Linked DNA regions of Mus musculus: region 1 is linked to region 2. Evidence: chromatin contacts called from public promoter capture Hi-C data. All regions are on one chromosome and are shown on one strand. The core of a region is the stretch at or near the end of the contact, and the rest is flanking DNA. Distances in the headings are between cores, read along the strand shown. Region 1 holds the start of Slco1a1 (solute carrier organic anion transporter family, member 1a1). Region 2 holds the start of Slco1c1 (solute carrier organic anion transporter family, member 1c1).

The links. Promoter capture Hi-C pulls out the DNA fragments that hold promoters and counts their contacts.
Region 1: a promoter capture Hi-C map of embryonic stem cells shows a contact between it and region 2, with 2.0 times the contacts expected there. The contact joins the promoter of Slco1a1 here to the promoter of Slco1c1 in region 2. A contact is called at or near these places in 3 of 39 promoter capture datasets (the 3T3-L1 cell line, embryonic stem cells and liver) and 1 of 9 other capture datasets (adipose tissue).

The regions. Positions count from the first base shown.
Region 1 is chr6:141,941,889-141,948,235 of GRCm38.p6, forward strand. Slco1a1 (solute carrier organic anion transporter family, member 1a1) reads right to left here and starts at 5,074. Exons shown (of 14, transcript NM_013797.5): 1 at 4,691-5,074; 2 at 1,495-1,636. The coding sequence starts at 4,750.
Region 2 is chr6:141,522,329-141,528,066 of GRCm38.p6, forward strand. Slco1c1 (solute carrier organic anion transporter family, member 1c1) reads left to right here and starts at 2,026. Exons shown (of 15, transcript NM_021471.3): 1 at 2,026-2,414.

The DNA of each region.
Region 1 (6,347 bases), core at 3,824-6,323, 420 kb after region 2:
TCCAATAATTTCATTAAATGCACATTAGATTTTCTGTTCCTCATAAAGTAGAAAGCAGTAGTGACATGAACAGCAATGATTCCTCTACCAATAGAAGTATAAATAGTGGCTTATGATAGTGTGGTCGTTGTAAATACTGCAAAATGTCATGGAGTCAATACTTACTTGAAAATAAGACCTAGTTAATATTTACCTTGCTGTTAAAAAGCACAGATATTTCTGCCTCTAGGCAGTCGAGATATTCTGGTAATTTTACTCCAGTGTAACTGGTTTCCTCTTTGCTTATATACTTTAATTTTTTGCAAGAAAAATTTTATCTTGAAATCAAATATCACTGGGTTTTAAATGTGAGCATAGAAAAAAATCAATATTTACTTTTCACTCTTTACTGGTGCTCTGCTGCCTGGGAAATAAAAGGCATACTCCATAGGAAGCCACAGTCTCTACCTATTTCTCATTCCTGCACATTTGCATGCTCATGCTCTAACAACTTCCAACTTAGCATAAAATTGGGCCGACTCTATCTCCTCACAGTTTGATGCTTTGCCCTCTGCACAAATCTCTTCTTCACATGAACTTGCCCATTTCTTTGTGTGTGAAACCTTTACTCCTTCAGGAGGCTTTCTTCCATAGCACAAATGTGTCACGCAGGATCTTAGGTAACTGGTGGACTGCACTTGCTGCATCTGACACATAGAACACTAGCAGTCTGTATAAGGTCTATGTAAGGCATCAATCCTGAAACCACCACAGGTGTAGGACACGTGTGAAATAGTAAGCACTAAGGAGCTTGACCCTGGGAGTCAGAAGGGTGCATCTTCAGTATTGGTGAGTTTCTGCTCAATCCCATTTTGCTTTGATGTTTTCATTATATGCATTAAAGACAATTTCACCTTGAAGGAAGTAAAAACTATGATTAAATTGGAGAAGAGAGGTACCAATGCTTCTAGTTCACTTTGTTTATAAAGAGAATCTTTTTGTCTTTCAGCCTTGGTACTCTTATATCCCACTTCATCACCACAAATCAGGTGTTAAAGTTAGTCTACTCTTCTATGGAATTGTGTGTGACAGTTTTCCTCAAACACAGGAAAACTTCCTAGTCGTCTCTAGTGAGTAGGGGAGGGGAGCCATCAACTTCACAGACACAGTAGAGAAAAAGAAATAGTTTCCTTTCAGACACAAGTTTCTCCTATATCAAACTTCTAAAATGCCAAGGAAAAACCCTTCACTTGTCTTTGGGTTATCAAGTGGTAGAATTAAAGGTTAATACTTTAAATCTTCTGCTATTCTTTGTAGAAAAGGGACTGTCTCATGCTATATGGCAATACTTGGGGGCTGTAATGAGGCTATTTAAATAAATGGTTTGTTCACATCAAACCAGGCTTTTCAGTCAACATCAGGAAGTATGTAACTCAGTCAGATTAAGTAAGCTACTGTAATAAATAAGGAGAAAATATCAATATATAAAAATAGGTAATTATAAAAATAACTCACCTATCTCAAAGCTCCCAGTGATAAATCCAACTACAGATGTAGGGATACCAAATTGTCTCTCTATTTGTGTGAGCATGGAATTCATATAAACTCCTGATAGTGATTTGGCTAGGTATGCACATGTTAATGACATCAGAAACACCTAGGAAGAAAAATGTTTAAGAAAAAAAAATGAAGACTTTTAGTTTTGTTGTGTATTTGTTGTCTACTGATAGAACAGCTTCCACCATGAGGGAAATGATTATATCCATCATAAACAGTCCTCGAACATGCAACAAACTTTAAAGTGTAATATCTTCTGTATGCCACTATGTCCTCATTCTGTAAAAACATAGAACAGTTGGTTAGCAGTGGTGAATTTTGTAGATACTTATGGATTTCCTATCTTATCAGTGTACCTTATTCATAAAGGAAGACAGGGAGTTGTTCTATGTAAGACACAGCTGCTGATGGGTCACCAGCACTGTACTGCTATCTGCAGGTCACATGTTGTTCACTTTATGAAGGAGAAAGAAGAGAACACAGAATTATACCAAGGCACGTGTCGGCAGCAAGCCTACTGTGTTCTCTGTAGGAATGACAAGTCTCTGGATTTCATTGTTCAGTTTAACACTTTGTCCTTTTTTCTGCATTCTTGAACACAACTTTACTGATCAAGGTATCTGTCCCAACCCCCGTCTTTTCTTTAGTAAATTTTATTGACTAAATTTACTGTTGGTTGATTTCATACACACGTGGTATATTTGCTTTTTCTCTCGCCCACGAACATCATTTTGTTAATATCAGTCTTTTTCCAAGCTTAATGATTTTTGGTTTTGTTTTGTTGACTCATTTAACTAAACCAGGGCCATCTGTCTGGCCACTGAGTTAGAACTAAACATTGGTACCTGGTGAGGTCAGTAATGCATGCTTGATTTCCCTGTCCTGGCTTTTCCTAATGATGAAGCTTGAGTTTACCAAGAAGCAGAAGCTTCAGTCTGGCATAGTAGACATTTTGACCACCCCAACTTTCTAGATCGTTCTAAAGTTAGAGAAGGAAAGGAGTCTAATTTATTTTTAAACAAGTTACCTCTAAAATTTGCCTTATATACTAGTGGTTTGAACATTTTCCCATAACATTTGTACAAATATCTACAGTTATTATACTCTAAAGTAACTGTGGTGGTTTGAATAGAATCGGACCCCATAAGATCATAGATTTGAATGCTTGGCCACCAGGAACTGGCATTATTAGAGTAGATGTGGCCTTTTGGATAAAGTGTGTCAGTAGGGATGGAGTTTGAGGTTTCAGAAGCTCCTGTCAATCTTGATGTAGAATTCTTAGCTCATTTTCTAGCACCACATCTGCCTACATGCCACCATTATTCTGGCCATGATGTACTAAAACGGAACCTGTAAGGCCCAATTAAATTTTTTTAATAAGAGTTGCAGCTATCATTGTGACACTTCACAGCCATAGAAACCTTAACTAAAACAGTTAACAAATATAAACATTGATCATTACTGTTTATAATGATACCTGATGACTTCTATCTACAAATACAGTCTACTAATCACAATACTTATCATTATCTTAAGATTTGAAGCTAGAGATGTGGCTCAGTGGTTTAACGCACTGGCTGTTCTTGTTGAAAACTGAGTTATGTTTGGAGCACCCACATGGTGATTCAAAACCACCTGCAACTCTAGTTTCAGGTAATCCAGCAACTTCTGTCCTTCAAAGATACAAGATACGAAAATGGTATACCAATATACATGAGAGCAAAGCATCCATATGCATAAAATAAAAGATAAATGTAAAGAAATTAACGCATCTTAAAGGTGGTTTAAACCTTTCTAAGATACTTTAGACATCTTAAAGGAGGTACAGATCAGGAAAAGAGAAGTTGCCTAGTATGTGTGAGTGCCTGCATTTAATCCTTCATATCAGTAGTGTAGGTTAACCCTGAAAGATGAGCACACACATATACAGTGACAGAGAAAGACACATATATAGCAAGGACACACAAAGATTCTTTAAAAATATTAAAATGTAGGACTACCACTCCCCTTTTCAAATGAACAACACTGATGTATAAACAGGTTGCATAAATTGTCCAAAATGACCCATCTAGTAAACATCTGGCAAGGATTAGGAGCCAAGAGACCTGGGCTCCTCAGAAGCTTGTAAGAACTTAAGGGTGGTTGGCTTCCAATAAGTGATATACATTCTTGCAAGTGAAAACACATTCCAGGGGCTGTCTGATGCCTCTTTTACAATAATATGCAGATTCAACTATGTGTGAATAAAGACAAAATTAACTTTTAATAGGATGATTTAAGAGACAACATCTTAGAGAGGAACATTTTGTGGAACTCTATAGAAACTAAGCCAATGCTCAAATTTCATGGGTTAATATATGCTCACATTCTATGATGCAAAGATGCCTCTGGAACTATGAGAACAATAATTGTTTCTAAAATATCAAACCCCACCAAAGCATCTAACAGAATGGACTATTTTCTTACAAACAATGATTATTATGTTGCCAAAGCTTGAAGGAAACATTTTTCTAGCCAGGTCATGAAGTCGTCTTTACATATTAATGAACAAAGCGCTTATGTTATGGAGCCGGTTTCTAGCTATGACCCTTCACCTTCTGTCAGGATTCTGAAGCTGAGCACTGGATTAACCCCTGACTTCAGACTAAATTCTATCACAACATAATACATACCTAAAACATTCAAAACCCCATTCTTCTGTAAGAAACTCTAGAGTAGTGTTTCTCAGCTTTCCTGATGCCATGACCATGTAATATCGTTCTTCCTCTTGTATTGACTCAAACCATAAATTTATTTTCATTACTACTTTGTAACTTTCATTTTGCTACTGTTATGAACTGTAATTTAAATATCTGATATGCAGAATAATGGATATGTGACCCCTGTGAAAGGGCCATCTGACCCATATGTTGAGAACTCATCAGTTGAGAACCACTGCCCTAAATTATTCTGTTTCCTGAATGAATAATACTGGTCTGACATCCCTCATTATAAAACCAACAGTTTCTAAGGCAAATAACTGACAACACATTGGGTAAAAAAGCATTTGTGCTGGAAATTTTTGTGTGAGCTGAGCAATGTTACAAGCACTTTCAATGCTTATTTGAGAAGACTCTCATGAGTATGTGCATGCACACATAGAAACAATCCTTACCTTCATCTTGGAGAAGAATCTGCCTTCTTGTGTTGCAACCTTTTTCTCTGTTTCTTCCATGGTGTTCTTCAAATGTTTCCAGTTTCTTTGCTTTAAAAGTCCTACTGCTGTCTTTCTCAGAGAAAGCTGTTAAATAAATTATTTTCTGAACTGTAACGAGTCATCCCCCCAAAAAATCTCTCTTAAGGATAGAGTGCCTTAGTCAGAGTTTCTATTGTTGTGACAAAATACCAGGACCAAAGAGAAATGAAATGGAAAGGGTTTATTTTAGCTCACAGTTGTTTATTAACTTCATTGCTGAGGAAAGTCAGGACAGGAGCCCAAAGCAGCAACCTGGATGCTGGAGTCAATGCAAAAACCAAGGAGGAATGCTGCTTCCAGCTCTGCTCCTCAAGACTTGCTTGACCTTCTTATACAACCCAGGACTACCTACCAAACAAGACCCACCTACCATGTGCTAGACCTTCACATGTCAATTATAAATAAAGAAAATGCACTACATGCTAGATCATAGGTCAATCTCATTTGGACATTTTTCTCAACAGAAGGCCACTCTTCCCAAATTACTCTAGTGAATGTCAAATTCATATAAAACTGTCCAGCACAGATAGGGAGGTGGTGGTTCAGTGGTAAAGTGTTTGATTTTTTTTAAGCTTGAGGCCCTGACTTTTAATTATTACCAGGCAAGTAAAAGAGCTAGGCTTCTCTTCACATGCCTGTAAGCCCATCACTGGGAAGACCCAAAGAACAGGATCACTGCAGTGCGCCAATCTGGCATTCTAATCACGTTAACCACCAAGAAACTGAATGAAGAGACCCCATCATAGAACATCAAAAAGAACATCCTACAGGAAGACATTCAGCATTGACTCCTGGCTTCTGTAATATGCACATGTATACATGTACACCTGCACACATACTTATGGACAGACAAATCCATACACACACACACACACACACACACACACACACACACACACACACACACACACACACACAAATAGGAGTAATTTAACCAGTTACTGAAATGTTATAAAAATATCTAGGCAGTTTTTGTTTTGAGGTTTTTTTTTCTGTTTTTTTTTCTTTTTGTTTTTTATTTACTCTGACTAACCTTATAAATAACTGCATCAGGTAAGATTGGATTTGTTTGATTTCTATTGAAAAAGCAAACACAAAAATCTATGCTGATTCTTTGGCAATGTTAAAGATATTCTTAGAATTTATTAAACTCTGGCCTTAAGCTAATGACAACGTGGTTGAAACCAAGCTTCTCAATTCTTTTGCCAAAGCAAATGAGACCCAGGTGATGCCCTTTGAATTTACTTGAGGGCTCCTGCCTTTCCGAATGGGACAGTATTTGTTATGATTATACTGAACCTCTGCCTCACTGAAGCCAAAGCTTCCTTTGTGGGTTCTTTTCATTACAAGACTTCTCTGGAGTCTCAAGAAGAGAAACACTTTCTGGGGCACTGTTGATTCACAGAAACCTGGGGAGACAGTGAATCATTTTAAACATGAAAACAAAGTAAAAACAATAAATAAGTCTATGATCTGGGAAAGAATCTAGCACTGCAGGTTTGAAACTGTAGAAGTTAGGAAATGACCAGATACCTAAATAGAGAGGTCTACATGGTTATTTATGACATCCATATTG
Region 2 (5,738 bases), core at 776-3,275:
AAATTGCCTGGAATCTGAGCCTGTGTTTCAGACACTGTTTGTGGGCACTGTGAGCCACACAGGCATATTCAAGGCCAAGTGGATGTGTGGTGTGTTCAGAGCCCAGCCTTCGGTGGAGTCTCACGATTCACCACAGCTGAACTCTACCAGAAACACCTCAGATTTCGTACCCATTTGATTTTGTATTAACTCTGTTACACATCTAGAAACTTTGTACTCTTGACACATTTTTGTAACCCCCTTATTTAGGTAGGCAACCCCATTTGGGGGTTAAGTGCACAGTTTAAGGAGTGGGGATTTAGAATTTGGAGGTGAGAATGACAGCAATGTAGTATACAATCCGTACAAGGCTGTGTTCCAGAGGCTGTAAGGAATGTGTAAATGTTAGCTACGTGTACTCATGTTGACTGTGGATTGTGCAAGGAAAGGAGTTGTGTTAGAGACTGATTTGAAAAACACTGTAATAGTTCAAAGTACACTCAAATGGGAGAACTAAGTTTTGTTTGGTTTGTTTTGGTAAAGATAAACAAGTCCTTTGTCATTTTGGTTGATATGCACCCTTCCCCCTTTGATAGTCAATCACCACTTGTGGACATATTGAAAAATTTAACACAAAGATGTTTGATCCCTGCTTCTGAAGGCAAGGCAGTCCCAGCTTGACTGCTAAAATAATGTTCTTGGTCTTACAAGAGTCTACATACAAGTGCTTCCGTTTTGTTTTGTTTTGTTTTGTTTTGTTTTGTTTTGTTTTGTTTTGTTCTGTTTTGTTCTGTTTTGTTTTGTTAAGACAGTCTTGGGCTGGCTTTGAACTCACGGAGCTAAATCTACTGTTTCCTCTTCAGTGGTGGGGTTAAGTGCAGCACCACTCCTAGCCCATTGCTTTTTTGTAAGGTTTAAGATAAGCCCAAGTTTCTTTCCTTCTTCTTTTATCTTTTGCAGTAAAATGTACTCATGAAAATGTTGGCTAATAGGGCTATGGAGATGGCTCAGTGGTTAAGAGCAGTGGCTGCTCCCATAGAAGGTTGTAGTTCAGTACCCGTAGAGCAGCTCACAACCACTTAGGACTCCAGTTTCTGGGGATCCAACACCATTTCTGGACTAGGCAGTTATATATGCATGTGGTGCAAATAAACTTATAGAAACACATATACATAAAAGCAAAAGTAAAATTGAAAACAACTGGCTACTCATCGTAACCATTGTGGCAGCTGAAGTTACATCTGTGATAAAGGCGCCACTGTCTGCTCATTTTGGATTTTTGTTCGGAGTAGATATGACATCATTTAATCTTTGGATATTCCATGGAAATCTCATTCTGAATAACAAATACATAGCTCAATAGCAGAACATTTTGAGATTAGGTGCCCTGCTCAGAGTCACAGCCCTGGAAGACTAAGTTGAACCTTGGAGAATCCTGGTGACAAATTTACTTACTGGTGGAATCAAAATGGGAAAAAAAAATCAGTATTTCTCAAATCCTCTAAAATCATTCTCTTGGGAAGAGGTTTGGTTTGAATTTTTTCTCAGAGCAAAGCTTTCTCTTTCCTTAGGCTTAGGTAGTGTAAGTAACTGAATGCCAAAAAATCCAATTGCTATTTTGTCAAATTTCAAGGCTCATAGGGTGTGTGGATGGAGCTATTGATTTTTTTGCTTTGAAAGTGAACTCCCCCTGGAAGGATCCTGCAGAGCTTTGATCCTGACCTGAAAGTATTCCTGCAGATTCTAGAAGCCCAATGGTGAGGGAAACAAAGCAGGGAACTGGCCCAAGATATTTTTTTAAAAAAATAATAGCAAACAAATAAATACAACACAACAAGCCTGGCCCCTTGATGTCCCTTAGGACTGGCTGGCTGGAAGACTGATTGGAAGGAGAAGGGGAGGGGGTCTTTGTTACTAACTTCCTTCCCTGCCCTGGCTTCTGTTTCCTCACCCCCCCAACCCCCTGTGGAATGGTGTTTTCTGGGATCAGCAAGTAAAAATCACAAATGGTCTTTTCTTTTTTTTTTTTTTTATTTTCCTTGTTCCTCTATAAACAAAGCTTTATCACGTGTGGCCTTAAACTTGCTGCAAATTGCAAAGAAATGGCTCAAAGGCTCCAGCTCTTTCTGTGCCCTGGGAGCTGAGATGCAGGGCAGTGCCCTTGCCAGGGTGCCCAATTCCCTGCAGACTGCCAGAAAAAAAGAGGCCAACTGGAAAGACGAAAGAGAAAGACTGCTCAGGGGTGAGATCAGACCCTTGGTCTTTTCTTTCCTCTAATCTGCCCTGTCTGTGCCCACCAGCTCTCTTGACTTGCCAGAACTGTTCACAACTTCTGTGGGGTGCTGCCTCAGTTTCCTGTTTCAGACTGTGCTCTGTGATCCAGACCCTTGCGAACATTCTGAAAGGAACTGGACAGCTTTGACTTCTACCTCCAGGTAGGATTTGGCTTTTCTTGTTTATCTGTCTATCTGTCTATCTATGTATCTATGTATCTATGTATCTATGTATCTATGTATCTATCTATGTATCTATCTATGTATCTATCTATGTGTCTATCTATGTATCTATGTATCTATGTATCTATGTATCTATCTATCTATCTATCTATGTATCTATCTATCTATCTATCTATCTATCTATCTATCTATCTATCTAGCCATCCATCTAATCTATCTATCTAATCATCTGCTTTTATTTGTGTGAGCAATATGCCTTGTTCTCCCAGGACAGATGTTGATAATTTGACACTAATTTCTGCAAGGCTTTAGCTTATCTATGCTACTTCAGTAAAAGCCAATGGCTTCCCTTGTTAGCTGGGTGAAATAGGAGAGGATTCTGATTAAAGATGACAGGTAAACTCAGATCTGCTTTCAGATTTAGGCTTTGTTACTTACTAGTTGGGTAGTTTCTGTTAGATTGCTTAACATCTGTGAACTAAATGATTTTATAAGTCAAGATGATGATGTTGAAGTTTTGGGATTATTTTAAAGGTTACAATATATGCATATATCACACTGAATAGAGGTGGTGTTTATGATATGTGAGTTTGATACTAAAATTATTTGTAGTTAGGGGTGGGAGATTGGAATTCTGTGTAAGACACATTGCTTCTCATGAAAAAAACCCCAGGTTATTTTTAAGACCCCTGGAAGAGAAGACTCCCAGAGTCAGAACACTTTGCTGGTGCAGAGATGTTCAAGAAGGGAAACTGATCATGGGTTCCTCTCTGGGCCTCTTTACAGCCCATGCAGATTGGCTGCATCTTCCTCACTGGTTCAGAGCACAGGGCCTATGTGCATCTGTGTGACTCAACTTAACCTATCTTAGCCACCTGTGCTCCTTTAAAGACTAGATTCTGAAACCAATCCATGTAAACAGAGAATTCAGCTTTTTATAAAAAAAAAATAAAATAAAAGCTTGGCTTGTTCTTTTTAAAATCTGTTATACCTTAACCTAAAATATTGAATGAAAACTTTATCATCTGTCTTTTTATTACTTATCTTTAATTTTTGGAAAAATAGAATCAAGTGAACCAAGAGATAAAGGATATATCCAAACTGTGCTCTAGTCCTTCTATGCAAATGCAGATGAGGAGAAGTGGGCTCTGGCTTTGACCATGGATGTCTACCCATTCATGTCATTGAACATTTCTTCCTATCCTTTCAAGGCAATGAGAGACTCACAATAACCACCAGCTGGAGCCTCCTTGAAGCATATTGCGGGCATGCTGATTTGCATATTAGGCATTAAAATGCAGTTCAGTTTCTGCAAAACTATGCAGTGTCAATTTTTTAAGTGTTACTTTGCCAGATCACAACATCAACCCAGACCAGGATACCTGACCATTGTTCCCATTAGAATGATTATGTAACATCTCCAAATACAAGAAAATAGCATACTGAAACATCTCAAAATTTTGAATTATTGTTTTTAGCATTGCTACTGTATGGCGCACACATCTTATAGTCAAGCCATTTGCTCTTTTAAAGAAAGCTTTAGTTAGAGTGATGTATGACATTATTGAACACTTATTTGCATATTCTAGTTAAGAGCTTTAAAATCATGTTGAACAGGAAACAGTGTATCAATAACCCCTTAACAGGTCAAATTTAATTATATCATTTTTGTAAAGGATTATGGTTTTGTTTTGTTTTGTTTTTTCAAGGCAGGGTTTCTCTGTGTAGCCCTGGCTGTCCTGGAACTCACGCTGTAGACCAGGTTGGCCTCGAACTCAGAGATCCGCCTGTGCCTGCCTCTGCCTCCCAAGTGCTGGGATTTAAGGCGTGCGCCACCACTGCTCAGCAAGGATCACATTTTTTTATTTTCCGACTGAAAGCCGTGTTAGGAACTTTATTTAACCGTCAGTCTAGAATCACCATCTAGGACTTATACTGACACATGCAGACAAGCACATTAGAAAGAAAATGTAAATTAAATATTATAAGGTGTACTACTAATGAAACATGGGCTTAATAGGACAGGAATATATAAGTTCGGTGGCTTTATTGCAGTTAGAAAAATTATATTATGAAAGAGACATAAAAATTATTATTATTATTATCATTTGTTTATTTTACAATCAGTATGCCATCCTTTACCATTATGGCTTTAAATTTTCACTCTACCCAACAGGTGTCAAAGAATAGTTTAGTCCATGCCTTAATAAAAACAGTTAAAATATTTACAAATGCAAAATACATGTTTTCATAACTGGAAAGTTCACCTGAGAATTCACTGTAACATCGCCATTTGCTTCTTTCTTTTTTTCCAAGTTGTTAATGCGGCTGAGTACCCTCATCCCTGTATCATGTATGTTGAATTCCTAATGTAAAACTGGCTAAGCATCAAGCTACAGTAAACTGTTAGAAAGCTTGCAGGTGGACAACCAATGTTATATCCATATTTATTCTGAATATAACAATTTAACAAATTAATTTGATTGTAGCTATAGTATTCAAATAAGGGGCAAAAATTTAAGATGACATTATTGTATTGAGTCAGACATGACAGCTTTAAAAAAAAAATCACCAGCCTTGAGAAGGCCGGCTTATACAATAAGGAGCTCTGATTGTGTGACTATGCAAAACACCAACTAAAACCACTGTCCAAGCTCTGCATGAAGGAAAAGGCATACGTTGTACACATATGATCCTCCTATCATTTGTCTTCGGCATTCCCCCCCCCCCAATATTTCCTTGAAACAAATCTTCTTAGAAAAAAGGAGCACATTTTAAAGTATAAATTTACTATTATTGTTGTTGCTTTAAAAAATCTTTCTGGTCTATCTACTTTATGTAGTGATATTTTTAAGGTTATTGAAACTTTGATTCTCTGCATCTAAGTTCATTTCTTACAGATACTGTTCCTTGCACTGTTATAAAAATCAACTCTTCTCTGTTTGATTTCTATAACTATATTTCCTTCTTCACCTTACCTTTCAGTGGCTTCTAAGATTTCATTGTGATGCATCACCATAATTTGCTGTCCATCTAGATCATTTGGCTATTTGGATATTTTTCATCCTAAGCAATGACTCCTCCTAGATGTTCAACTTCAGGTACCAGGTAGACTTGTTGGAAAAGCTACTGAACACTGCAGAAGCCTGTGTTTCTCAAATAGCATTTTCATTGTTCTGGAAAGCATTATTTTGAAAAACCAGTCTTAGGAACTTAGTGTATGTATAGTTTGTATCACTGACCAGTAACAGTTTTTCTTAGAGTTCTGATTTTGTTTCTGTTACTGCTGTTTTATTATTGTTA